2 separate regions of the Mus musculus genome follow, and region 1 is linked to region 2. The links are chromatin contacts, called in public promoter capture Hi-C maps. All regions are on one chromosome and are shown on one strand. Each heading gives the region's core, a stretch centred on a gene start, on an enhancer-like site or on the middle of the called end of the contact. The rest is flanking DNA. Distances are from core to core; before and after follow the strand shown. Region 1 holds the start of Cyp2d26 (cytochrome P450, family 2, subfamily d, polypeptide 26). Region 2 has its middle 27 kb from the start of Cyp2d12.

Evidence for each region. Promoter capture Hi-C pulls out the DNA fragments that hold promoters and counts their contacts.
Region 1: a contact with region 2 is called in a promoter capture Hi-C map of liver, with 2.9 times the contacts expected there. The contact joins the promoter of Cyp2d26 here to the enhancer-like site in region 2. A contact is called at or near these places in 7 of 39 promoter capture datasets (the HPC-7 cell line, embryonic stem cells, hippocampal neurons and 2 more).

Annotation. Positions count from the first base shown.
Region 1 is chr15:82,791,521-82,798,410 of GRCm38.p6, forward strand. Cyp2d26 (cytochrome P450, family 2, subfamily d, polypeptide 26) reads right to left here and starts at 2,725. Exons shown (of 9, transcript NM_029562.2): 1 at 2,465-2,725; 2 at 1,606-1,777; 3 at 1,188-1,340; 4 at 949-1,109; 5 at 138-314. The coding sequence starts at 2,653.
Region 2 is chr15:82,579,378-82,585,711 of GRCm38.p6, forward strand. No RefSeq gene overlaps it. Among named protein-coding and RNA genes, the nearest start is that of Cyp2d12, 27 kb to the left of the region's middle. Within about 2 kb of position 3,509, at least 5 of the 459 cell types and tissues checked have an H3K27ac peak or open chromatin away from gene starts, as enhancers often do. A contact at or near this core is called in liver, where this site is marked.

The DNA of each region.
Region 1 (6,890 bases), core at 1,475-3,974, 210 kb after region 2:
CAGTGGCCTCCCATTGTTCCCCGGAAACCCAGGGGCTGAGTCACTTGGTGATGCACAGGACTCTACCCATCTGGCATCACAGCTCACAGGACCTCAGTGCACAGCCCCTGGCCAGACTTCTTGGAGCTGCCATTCACCTTCTCCACCTCAGCCAGGAAGGCATCAGTCAAATCTCGGGGTGGCTGTGCAGGATCCCAGGTCGAGTCGTGCTCAATTAACATCTTATTCACTAAGGCTATGAATGAATTCAGCTTGGGGAAGGCTTTATCAGGCAAACCAGGGATGTGTAGTAGCATTGGGATGGCATTCAGCACCTGTGAAAGAAACAAAACAGGTCCAGTTGCTTTTCTTTCTAATTAAGAATTCATAATTTTGTGTGCCAGTGTGTGTGCACATGCATGTACACACATGTGCTTGCCTGTATATAGTGACTCATGTTTTGTCATTAGAGAACAACTTATAGAGTAAGTTTTATCCCTTATATGGGACTCAGGAATCCAGCTCAGGGCTCCAGGCTTGCTTGGTAAGCTCATTTACCCACTGACCATCTAGCTCTTTTGCCCCCGGGGGCTGTTTCTGCTCAGTGTTTACCTGGACCAGTCACAGTTCTCAGCCTCTTCCGCAATGGACTCAGAATCTGTCCCTACCCATCACCTGCTTCTTCCCCAGTTCTAGCCTGCATGCTCTCCTGTAGCTCAGGGTGAAGAAAAGAAATACTCTACCCTTCAAATATAACAGGCTTGTGTGGTTTCCCTGCAGGCTCACCCCCTTTCTAGAGCCATTAACCTTGGTCTGCTCCTCCCCTCCACTTATCTGAGGTTTGTCAACACCCAAGCCTTTCTCCCTGCACTTGGCCATCACACCAGGCCCACCCACCCTGAATTCATACTTACTCTGATAGAATTTATAGCATAGAAGTGGCCAGGCCCACTGCCCCGAGCCACATACCTCTCCGACGAAGCCAGTGTCTTCTCCTAAGCTTTCCTTCAATGTTTTGAGCATCCTGTTGAAGAAAGGGTCTTCATACTCAAATCGACGAGCATAAATGAGGGAGGCGATCACGTTGCTCACAGCTTTACTTAGGAGGGGGCTGGGATTGAAGGGATGTTCTAGGATTGGAGATGCAAGCAAGTCATGATAGTGCTCTTCAGTCCCTGCTCACACTCTCCATCTCTAACATCACCCACCGGCCTCCTTGGTGAAAGCATCGCAGAGGTGGCCAGCCTCCTCTGTCACCCACTGCTCCAGTGATTTCTTGCCCAGGCCGAAGTCACGCAGGGTAGACACAGAAAATCGCCGCTGCTCTCGCCACTCGGGCCCGTAAGGTGCAAGGATCACACCTGCAGACATATCTGTGTGTAACTGAGGGCACCTAGCTATGTGGTCTCTTCTGTTCCCAACATTTCTCTGTGGTCAGTCTTAGCAGTCAGTGCCCAGCACTTTTCTAGCACATATTGGCACCTTGCATTCCTTAGGCTCCACCCTCCACCCCAGTGTTTTTCCCTTGCCTTGCCGGACCACATCATCTCCATTAGGTCTGTCTATCTTCTGCTCACCCCTCTCAAGCCCTACTCTCCCTGCCTTGCCCCCACTATAGAGCTTTGCCTTTTGATTTGTGCCCATAGCCTATGTGATTATAGATGGGCATTAGGGGGCGGTCAGAAGTGTCCTCTCCATAGGTCACCAGCAGTTCCCGCACTGCCTTCAGTCCGTTGACCACAACCACGGGCTTCCAGGCCATCTGTAGGCTGAACACATTGCCATAGCGGTTTTGAAGCTGAAATAGGACAGAGCACATAGGAAGTAGAGGTTTCCAGCAGAGTGGAAGATCAATACTCTTCATACAAGTCTCTGCTTCTCTCTCTCTCTCTCTCTCTCTCTCTCTCTCTCTCTCTCTCTCTCTCTCTGTGTGTGTGTGTGTGTGTGTGTGTGTGTGTGTGTGTGTGTGTCTGTGTCTGTGTCTGTGTCTGTGTCTGTGTCTGTGTCTGTGTCTGTGTCTGTGTCTGTGTCTGTACATACACATATATAGAACTTATTGAACCTTGTTCCTGACATATGCTGGGCAAATGCTCTATCACAGGCCTACATCCCTAGCCTATGGTTGGGGCACCTTGTTGCTTGGCAACCATATCTTCTCAATTTAACAAAGACCTCACAGCAAATATTATCATTCAGCTGTGACTCAGCCTGAACAAGATCCTTGGGTCCCTTCATACTCCACCATACAAGAAAAAATTCAGGTTCCTAAGATAGGCAGCGAGGCCTGAGACCACACAACAGGAAGAGACTATTACACACACACACACACACACACACACACACACACACACACTCCACTTTGTTTTCCCAACAACTCTTTTTTTCTCTTGGGGGCCATCTTCCTGTCTTTCCAGTGGCTTCAACACCTCCACGTGCTGCCTGGGTCACTCTGACTTCTTCTGTCCTCCACCACCACCTCTCTCACCTTGTAAAAGCTGTATGGTATGTTCTCGAAGTCCACCTGCAGCAGGTTTCCCAGCCCAGGGAATGGCACAGGGCCTGGTGGGTAGCAGGCAGTCCAGCGCTGGCGCCGGTGCACCAGGTCCACCAGAAGCAGGAAGATGGCTGTGAATATGACCACAGCCCATAAGTCATCTCCAACCAGCAGCCCCATGGCTGCCCTACTGCTTCCAGGCTTTTGAAGGAATACTCGTTCCAGAAACTTAGAATCAGGAAAGATCCTCTTATGATGGACTGGGAACCTGGTCCCTTATAAAGAGGGAGGAGGGGAAGGCTGCACTTTGTTCTCTGCCTTGAGCCAAGTAGCTGTGTTAATTAATGTTCAAACAGAGCCTATATGGGGGAAGGGGGTGTCAGAAAAATCAAGGGAAAGTCAACATCAGAGGTTCCTGCCCTTTCTTCTTTCCTGTGGTGCTTATCCAGGGGAGTGGCACTGATAGCTCCACAGAGAATTGCATAGTGGTTATATTGGGTTGGACACTGTAAGCACAGCGGGCACGTAGCCATGGACCCTGCCTCAGGGTGCAACGGTCATAGACTAATTTGCCACATGACCAGAGATCCGAGGGGACCGAAGACATTGTCTCAGAATGGAACAAGGCCTTTTGGAGGCTTCAGGGAACACTTGGCTAGTAGGATATGAGGTCTGACTGACACTATCAGTGGGCACTATCACTATGCAGCAATGGCCACTGAAGTGGCTTATGTGGCTAGCAGATGAGGGTGAGGGAGAGGCAGTGTAAGGAAGGAGGCTCCAGCCTGTGGAGCCTTGAGCACAGGTAGGAGGTCATTCAACTCTCAAGGAAGGCCAAATTCAAAACCTGGGGACTTCTTAGCTCTCACCCGAGAAAGCTGAAAGGCTGTCACCAACTGTCAATAGAATTCTGGGGAGGCCAGCTAGATGTCCATGTAGTTGTCACATGGGGACCACTATCTAATTTTATTCACTCTTGGCTTTTTGTTAGGTCAAGCCCTGTGCTAACAATCATCTTAAGAGGGATGGAGAGATGTCTTCCTCGTGTTACATGGGCGGTGTTTTTGAGATATTTGTGAATACTGCCAAACATGGGGGGATGGGGGGTAAGACCATCCTGGAGGCTCAAGGAGCACATTATTGTTAGGACACAAGTAACTTGCAGGTACTGCAAGACACAGCACCCGGCTATGACAGCAAGTGCCACTGTCTGGTTTTTGTGATGAGAGGCAGTGGGAAGAAGGGGGCTGCAGCTCCTGGAGTCTTGTGTTCAGCTTTGAGGTTACTTACTGGGTTGATTGGAGAGGCCAGACTCAGAACCTGGAAGCATCTTAGGTCAGATCTGAGAAAGCTGAGAAACTGTCAACAGTTGTTGAGAGTCCCAGAGGCCTGTAGGTTGGACCAAGTACTTATCACATGGTGGCCTCTGTCTCTTTTTCACCCTTGGTTTCTTGGTGGGTCAGTTGTTCCCCTGACAGTCTTCTACATGGATATAGGTAAAGCAGACCTTGTGCCAGAGGTCTGTGGGCTGGGTGGGGTAAAGGGTCCCTCCCCACACCCACACCCACACCCGTCTCGATGCATGTTCCTGCCTATTCCTTTTGGCCCTGCCCAGCTGAGTTATGGTACGGTAAGTCAGGAGCCAACACAGGTCATGGGTGGGAGATGGGAGGCAACTGAGACGCAGTTACTGAGAAGCTGAGGCAGGTAGGTTTCTTCTGGGATGACTGTGACTCTTGAGTGTCACCTTTGGAAAGCTTAGTTGGGGCAAAGCTTGGCCAGAGGTTGGCTAGTGTTGGTTACCCTTTCATTCCCGGATGCTTACTGTACCCCTCATGGTGTGAGGCACAGCAGGACTGTGGTCCATTAGCATAGGCTGTTACCTATGAAATCTCAAACCACAGAAACAATGCTTGAGATGATGCATGTAAAGAAATGTAAAATATTGAGAATATCCTGGATATTTTCTTTATTCCTAAAGTGCACACAAAGGGGACTGCTGAGCAGGATCATGACACTGACCAACCTCCATTTCCACCTCCCACACTGAAAAAGTATTTGCAGTCGGCAAAACTGTTCTGAGACCTAGATAAGGGCCTGTGACTTTTAGTCACAAAGAACATAGTCCAAGGGGTTGGGGTGCAGGGCAATGCCTGGCAATCACTGAATCAGGTTCCCCTGTGGCACTGTTTACTTGTGAGTGGGGCAGGGTCATCAGCCTCATGAAAATCTGAACTCAAGTGAAACATGACAGTTGGCACAGTGGAGGCTCTTGGTTCTGAGTATAGACGTGTGAGCATGTCTCACCTGAGACAGTAGATCCCAGGTAGGAAGAAAGAGCATGATCTTTGATCATAGATGATATAATTGTGCACGAAGGAAAACAGGAAAGGTTTCACAATACTATCTGAGAACATCAAACAATTTCAGCAAAGGCAAAAAGTCCACACACACACACAAACACTTGTTCTTTCCTAATCTAACAATGAATATGCTATACGAAATAACAATGAATAAAAATTTAAAGACAATAGAATGACAAGCAGTATTACACATAAACTAGCATTAAAAAAAAAAGTAAGTATGTTAGGGCTGGGCAGTGACTCTCACAGTATGGCACTTGCTGAGGACATGAGGTCATCTCCTAGCATCTAGATACTCCAAACACTCCCACAATTCCAGTGCTAGGGAGGCAGCAAAGGGAGGATGCTCAGAGCTGCTGGTGACTCAGGAGTGGGCTCCAAGTTCAGTAAGGTGGAGAGGGACTTAAGACGTTCAACTTTGACTCTGGCTTCAACACAGAAATGAGGATGTGCACACATGAGCATTCGTTTCCCTATGAAGAGTTGCACACACACACACAAAATGAATAACCTACAAAATCATCATTAGTGACTGAAAAATATGTAAATGGAATGCATCGAATAAGTAAAAACATTTTTTGTTTTGTTTTTGATTTTTGAGACAGGGTTTCTCTGTGTAGTCCGGCTGGCCTGGAATTCACTTTGTAGACCAGGCTGGCCTTGAAACCAAATAATTCTGCCTGCCTCTGCCTCCTGAGTGCTAGGATTAAAGGAGTGCACTACCATTGTCTGGCTAAAGAAGTAAAAATTTAAAGAGAATATTAAAACAGGAAGGCTTGCTTTGCTGTTCATGAGCTGGAAGGCGTGGAATCTAAGCATTAAATGCAGTTCCTATCAGATTCAAAATCTCTAAAATTTGTATAGAATATCAAGAGACCACAAATGCTGTAAAAGATTTTCAAAAGACTGATAGTTTGGGAACAGAGATGGCTTAGTTGGTAAACAACTTGCTACTCAAACACAAGGACCTGAGTTCACATCCCCAGAACCCAGCAATGCTTGTAATCCAGCACTGTACTTGGGGAGACAGAAAGACCCTGGGCAGTTGCTACCTCTAACCACATTGGTGAGATCCAGATTCAGAAAGCAGCCCTGTATCTAAAAGCAAAATGGAAAGTGATCAAGGAAAATGTCTGACATCAACCATTGACCTCCACATTCAAATTCCCATGTATGCACATGGATACACACACATACACACACACACACACACACACACATACACACACACGAGTTCGAAAGACTCACATTTCCTATTTTTAAACAGGATCTGGCTCTGGTTCATGATAGGGCCAAATCCCAGAAGACCCACTGTATAAGCCACAATGCACTTCACACTCTAACCTACATCACAGCACCATGAAATGATGCAGCACTTTAGAGATTCATCCTTGATACACTAGGGCCAGTTGACAGCTGTAACTAGTTCCTGACCATCATCCCCAGAGGTTCCTACTCACACAGTTAGGCTAAGAGGGTAACAATCAAAACCTGGAGTATGAACACAGTGTGTGATATGTTCTTGTGATCTCAGTACTTAAGAGTTCTAAATTAAGTTAAGAGATTACCCAGGACTGCCTGGACAACCTAGTGAGACATCTTTTCAACAGACAAGTTAAACAAGAGTAAAATGTATGAGGAGTGGACACCACTGGGAATGCAACACTTTTGATACAATTCAGTCAAAATAGCCTGTCATACCAATGTTCTGGGTTATGTATATGATCCTAATCACAGTATTATTATGCAAAGAAGATATACACCAAAGGAGACCTCCTAGAAATCAGCCCCCAAAGGACATTCATGTGACCTGTGTCTTTCAATGAAAGGCCACATATATATGGTATTATAACAAGATCATAATGGTGCAGAACTTTTTCTATCTCTCACCCACACTGTACCCATGCAGCTATCAGATTACAAAATTCCTAAAATTTGTAAGGAATATCAAGAGGCCAAAAATGCTGCCAAGCATTTTCAATGCCACTGTGTCGCCATTCCCTATGCATTCAGTGTAGTGACATGCTTGGTAGCCTCAGAGCAGCATGCTCTTC
Region 2 (6,334 bases), core at 2,259-4,758:
GATCTTTGGATCAAAGGTGAGTAAGACAAAACATCTGTTTCAACACCACTAAGAGTAATTGAGACCAGCAGGAACCAGGGTCAGAGCAACCACTTGACCAGTGGCTCAGGTTTGTTCTGATCTGCACTGGATTTTCACTGGCACAAATTCTGCAGCCAGTCCCACAGCACTCAGAGAAAGCTCAAATTCCAAGCACTTTAACACAGCCAGGATCCTGGGATCCCAGGATCCCAGGAACTTGGTTATACCAGGATCTCAGGGTCTCAGATGCAGCTTGACTCTCAGGAACTCTGACACACCCAGAATCTCAGGATCACAGAGACAGCTGGACTATAAGGAGTTCTGACACAACCAGGATTACAGGAAGGACAGGTTCCAGTCAGATAGAAAGGGCAGGTAGCCCTAGAAATATTAAGATGACAGGAGCAAGCATAAGAATATAATCAGCAGAAACCATGGTCATTTGCCACCATGAAAACCCAATTCCCAGACCATAACAATTCCTGGGTATACCATCACATCAGAAAAGCAAGACTCAGATCTAAAAATCACTTCTCATGATGATGATAGAGGACTTTAAGAAGGATATAAATAACTCACTTAAAGAAATACAGGAGGACACAGATAAATCTGTAGAAGCCCTTAAAAAGGAAACACAAAAATCCCTCTAAAAATTACAGGAAAGCACAATGAAACTGGCAAAGGAAATGAACAAAACCAACCAAAATCTAAAAATGGAAATAGAAACAATAAAGAAATCACAATGGGAGACAACCCTGGAGTTTGAAACCCTAGGAAAGAGACCAGGAGTCATAGATGCAAGCATCATCAATAGAATACAAGAGATAGAAGAGAAAAATCTCGGGAGCAGAAGATACCATAGAAAACTTTGACACAGTAATCAGAGAAAATGCAAAATTCAAAAAGCTCCTAACCCAAAACATCCAGAAAATTCAGGACATAATGAGAATACCAAAACTAAGGATTACAGGTATAGAGGAGATTGAAAATTCCCAACTTCAAGGGCTAGTAAATATCTTCAACAAAATTATAGACAAAACTTTCCTAACCTAAATAAAGAGATGCTCATGAACATACAAGATGCCTACAGAACTCCAAATAGACTGAACTAGAAAAGAAATTCCTCCCGTCACTTAATAATCAAAACACCAAATGCATTAAACAAAGAAAGAATATTAAAGGCAATAAGGGGAAAAGATCAAGTAACATATAAAGGCATACCTATCCAAATTACACCAGACTTCTCACCAGAGACTATGAAAGCTAGAAGATCCTGGGAAGATGTCATAGAGGCTCTAAGAGAATATAAATGCCAGCCCAGGCTACTATATACAGCAAAATTCTCAATTACCAAACATGGAGAAACCAAGATATTCCAAGACAAAACCAAATTTACAAAATATCTTTTCATAAATCCAGCCCTACAAAGGATAATATATGGAAAACACCAACACAAAGAGAGAAAATACACCCTAGGAAAAAAAGCAAGAAAGTAATCTTTCAACAAACACAAGAGAAGATAGCCACATAACATAATTCCACCTCTAACAACACAAATAACAGGAAGTAACAATCACTTTTCCTTAATATCTCTTAACATTAATGGATTCAATTCCCCAATAGAAAGACATAAACTAACAGACTGGATATGTAAACAGGACCCAACCTTTTTCCACATACAGGAAACACACCTCAATGTCAAAGATAGGCACTACCTCAGAGTAAAAGGCTGGAAAACAATTTTCCAAGCAAATGATCCCAAGAAAAAAGCTGGAGTAGCCATTCTAATATGGAATAAAATAAACATTCTACCAAAAGTTATCAAAAAGGATAAGGAAGGACACTTTATACTGGTCAAGTGAAAAATCTACAAAGATGAACTTTCAATTCTTAATATGTATGGCCCAAATGCAAGAACACCCATACTCATAAAAGAAACTTTACTAAAGCTCAAAGAACTCACCACACCCCACGCAATAATTGTGGGAGACTTCAACAGCCCACTCTCAGCAATAGACAGATCATGGAAAGAGAAACTAAACAGAGACACAGTGAAACTAACAGAAGTTATGAACCAAATGGATTTAACAAGTATCTATAGAACATTTCATCCTAAAGCAAAAGAATATGCCTTCTTCTTAGCCCCTCATAGTTCCTTCTCCTAAATTGGCCATATCGTTGGTCACTAAACAGGACTCAACAGTTATAAAAAGACTGAAATAATCCCATGCACCCTATCAAAATACCATGGATTAATGCTGGTCTTAAATACCAACAAAAACAACAGAAAGCACACATACACATGGAAGCTGAACAATGCTCTACTTAATGATATCTTGGTTAAGGAAGAAATAAAGAAAAAAATTAAAGGCTTTTTAGAATTTTGTGAAAATGAAGACACATCATACCAAAACTTATGGGTCACAATGAAAGCAGTGGTAAGAGGAAAACTCATAGCTCTAAGTGCTTCTGAAAATAAACTGAAGAGAGCTTACACTAGCAGCCTGACAGCACACCTGAAAGCTCTAGAACAAAAAGAATCAAATACACTTAAGAGGAATATACATCAGGAAATAATCAAATGATGGCTGAAATCAACCAAATAGAAACAAAAAGAACTATACAGAGAACCAACAAAACCAGGAGCTGGTTCTTTGAGAAAATCAACAAGATAGATAGTAGACTAACCAGAGAGCACAGAGACAGTATCCAAATTAATAAAATCAGAGTTGAAAGGGGGAGACAAAACAATGAAAAAAACCAACCAGTCAACCAGCCCCCCCAAAAACTGGCTATTGCAGTCAAGCTTTTGAGACATTTTGTCAGGAATGTAATGTTACACATATTACTGGGTTCCTTATTTTCCTTATGGAAAAGGTATTGTCGAACGAGCCCATGGAACTTTAAAACAATACTTTCACAAAATAAAAAAATGGGGAATTATGTCTCCAGATACCACAAAACTATAAAATCATGTTCTTTTTATTTTAAATGTTTGAAATTTGGATGTCAATGAATTCTCACCTGGGTCTTTATGGCACCCTAAAACTATATATACTTATGTGTAGATGAAATGGAAAGATCCACTTATTGGTATATGGCATGATCCTGATCAGGTATTAATATGGAAACGAGGGCATGTTTGTATTTTTTCCTCAGAATGCTGAAGGAGCATGGGAATTGCCTGAGCCATTGTTGAGACATGCTGATGCTGGGAAAAAGAATGGTCCTGACTGTGAGCTTGCTGAGTCCCCTGACAATGGTGACAGGGAAGCTGTATTAGACATATGTTCCTGACCCACCTTTACCTGCCCATGGACTGTGGGAAGCAGGTGCGGCCGCAGGCCCCGTGAAACCCACTTGTTTACTTCCTTGCCCGAGCATGCGCAGTGAGGCTGCATGCCTGGGCTGCCTGCCAGGCTGGACTGTTCCTCGTGATCTGAACGACCTGAGCACGTGCCTGGACTGTGTGTGAATTCTGATTGGAATAGGTGGGGTGGAGCTAGAAGGAGGTGAGTCAGCTGTGAGTAGTGAGTTGTTTTTTAGCCCTTGCCCTAGGTTGAAGCCGTGAGAAGTAGGGTAAGTGAAGCTGTTGTAATAGGAGTAGTTTAGCCCTTGCCCTAAGAAGAAGCTGCTGGGGAAGAGAGCTGTAAAAGAAAAAGCCTGAAGTAAAATTACTGTGCGAACCGGATTTGGTGTCTGTGTCGTTTGTGTCGCTGTGGGCTGGAGACTGCGGAAACCGGGACACTGGACAACCTGCCTCAAGCTTTCAGACCTTTGGGACAGAGAGCATAGAGACCGTAGAAACTGCCTTCAAAAAGTTAATCAAATAGAGAAGATATAATGTTCCGTCTCTTTCCTTTAATGTGACCAGTTATTCTGACTTAATCACGAGCTGGTCTGGAAATCAATCCAATATTCGGGGAAAAAAGTAACAGTCTTTATTTGGGAGCCTTGTTCTGGTCATTTTCAAAGACATATTTGAAAATTGACAGCTGCCTTGTATGAAGTGACATTTGCAGTAGATAAAATTGAGACACGATCTTGATTTTGAGCAAACATTACTGGGTGTGTTAAGGCTCCTAATTCTTTTTTTTTTTTTTGGTTAGTCATGTTAAAATTACTTTAGTTTCTTCTATGGTAGTTAGTGTAAGTTGCATTTAATGTACACTTTCTAATTGTGTTAGTGTATTGAAATCTAGTGTTGCTGTCATAGTGGTCTCTCAACGAGCCTATAAGTATGAAAAGACCTTGGTATTCTGAAAAAAAAAAAAAGCTTGCAGATACTGGAAGAAGTGAGTCAGGTCTTAAGCAGAATCAAGAGTTTAGTGGCCTTGATTGTTGCCAGTATAAGTTTTGATTTCATTGATAGCTCGCATTACTACTTCTGCAATCACTTTGACACAAGAAGTGAAGACAGCTACTTTTTAAAATGATTTAGAAAAAATGTTACTAATGCTCTTGAGTATTCAAGAAGATTTAGATAGACCTTGGAACAACAGATTGATGCTCCTTATGATACTATTCAAACTCTTGGAGAGGAGAATCAGAGTTTAAGAGTAAGAAGACATCTTAAATGTCATGCTATATTCCAATGGATTTCTGTCACTTCTCATGTTCCCAATGAGAGTCACTATAATTGGGATAAAATTCAAAGACACTTGTAGAATATTTGGCATAATTCTTACACCTCTCTGGATATTTTAAAATAACATACCTAGATTATGAATTTAAGCTATGCTGCTCTGCTGAGTTTTGATCCTGTGGATATGGCTCATAAAATTATTCAAGGCTTAAGGTCAGTATTTTCTTCTTTGTCAAGCTTCCAGAATGGAGTATATAGCTTAGTCATACTCATCCTTCTTCTTATAATGTTGTCTAATTGTCCTTTTCTTTTCAATCCTCCCTCCCTCCCTTGAGACCCTGTTGACTCACTGAGCTGGCTCAGTCACTCTTTAATTCAATTTAATATTTTTGAGCACAGGATTCAGCTCCATTTTAAGCCTTGGTGGCCCTTTAATATTTGAACCATATATATTATGTTTTTCTTTTCTCAGCTTGCTAGGCTTATTTAAAATGTTCTTCATGTGATTTAAACAGAGAACAAAGTTTCTGCTGGGCCTTTTTGAGATTTACTTTGTCAGTGCAATTAATATAAATATCTTTACCTTAGCCTCAGTAGACCCTTCAGAGCAGAACAGAGAGCAGCCACATTCTTCACCAAAATACCAGAAAAAAAAAAAAAAAAGACTGCAGGCTACATACTGAAATTCTTCTCCACTAAACCATCTTGGGCCAGCACTATACAGTTCAAATCAATCTCAGCTACAAAGTCTTTCATATTTCTACCACGATAGCCCATTAAGCCCCACTTGAAACTTTCCACTGCTTTCCAAATCCGTAGTACCCGCATCTACATTCTTACAGAAAAAAACATGGTCAAGCCTATCACAGGAATACGCAACTCCTGGAACCAACTTCTGTCTTAATTAGGGTTTTACTGTTGTGAACCTACACCATGACCAAGGAAACTCTCATACAGAAAAACATTTGATTAGGACTTGTTTACAGGTTCAGAAGTTTAGACCATTATCATCAAGGTGGGAGCATGGCATTGTCTGGTCAGGCATGATGCAGGCAGGGCTGAGATTATGTTTTTCTTTTTATTTTCTCTTATTCTTTAATCTTTTCTTTACAGACCAGTATTCACCTCCATCCTAGTCCATTCTCTGATTGTTCTTCATCCCATACTTCTTCCCCCTGTCTCCAAGAGGATGTTCCCAGTCCTCAAACCCCGACTGCAACAGACCTCCTCACTCTCTGGGCCCTCAAGCCTTGTGAGGGTTAGATGCATCTTTTCTCACTGAGTCCAGACCAGGCAGTCTTCAGCTGTAGATATATATGAGGGGGGGGGCTCATATCAGTTGCTGTATGCTTCCTCGTTGGTGGCTCCATGTCTGAGAAATCTCGGGGGTCCAGGTTAGTTCGTACTACTGGGTTTCTATAGGGTTGCTCTCCTCCTCAGCTTCTTCAGCATTTCCCTAATTCAACCACAGGGGTCACCAACTTCTCTCCATTGCTTGAGTGCAAATATCTGCATCTGACTCTTTCAGCTGCTTGTTGGAGCTTTTAGAGGACAGTCCTGCTACATTCATATTTGTAAGCACACCATAGCATCAGTAATAGTGTCAGGTCTTGGGGCCTCCCCTTGAGCTGGCTCCCTATTTGGGCCTCCTTTCGCGCATGTTCTTCTCAGTTTTCATTCCTGCAGTTCTTTCAGACAGGAACAATCCTGCATCAGAGTTTTTGACTG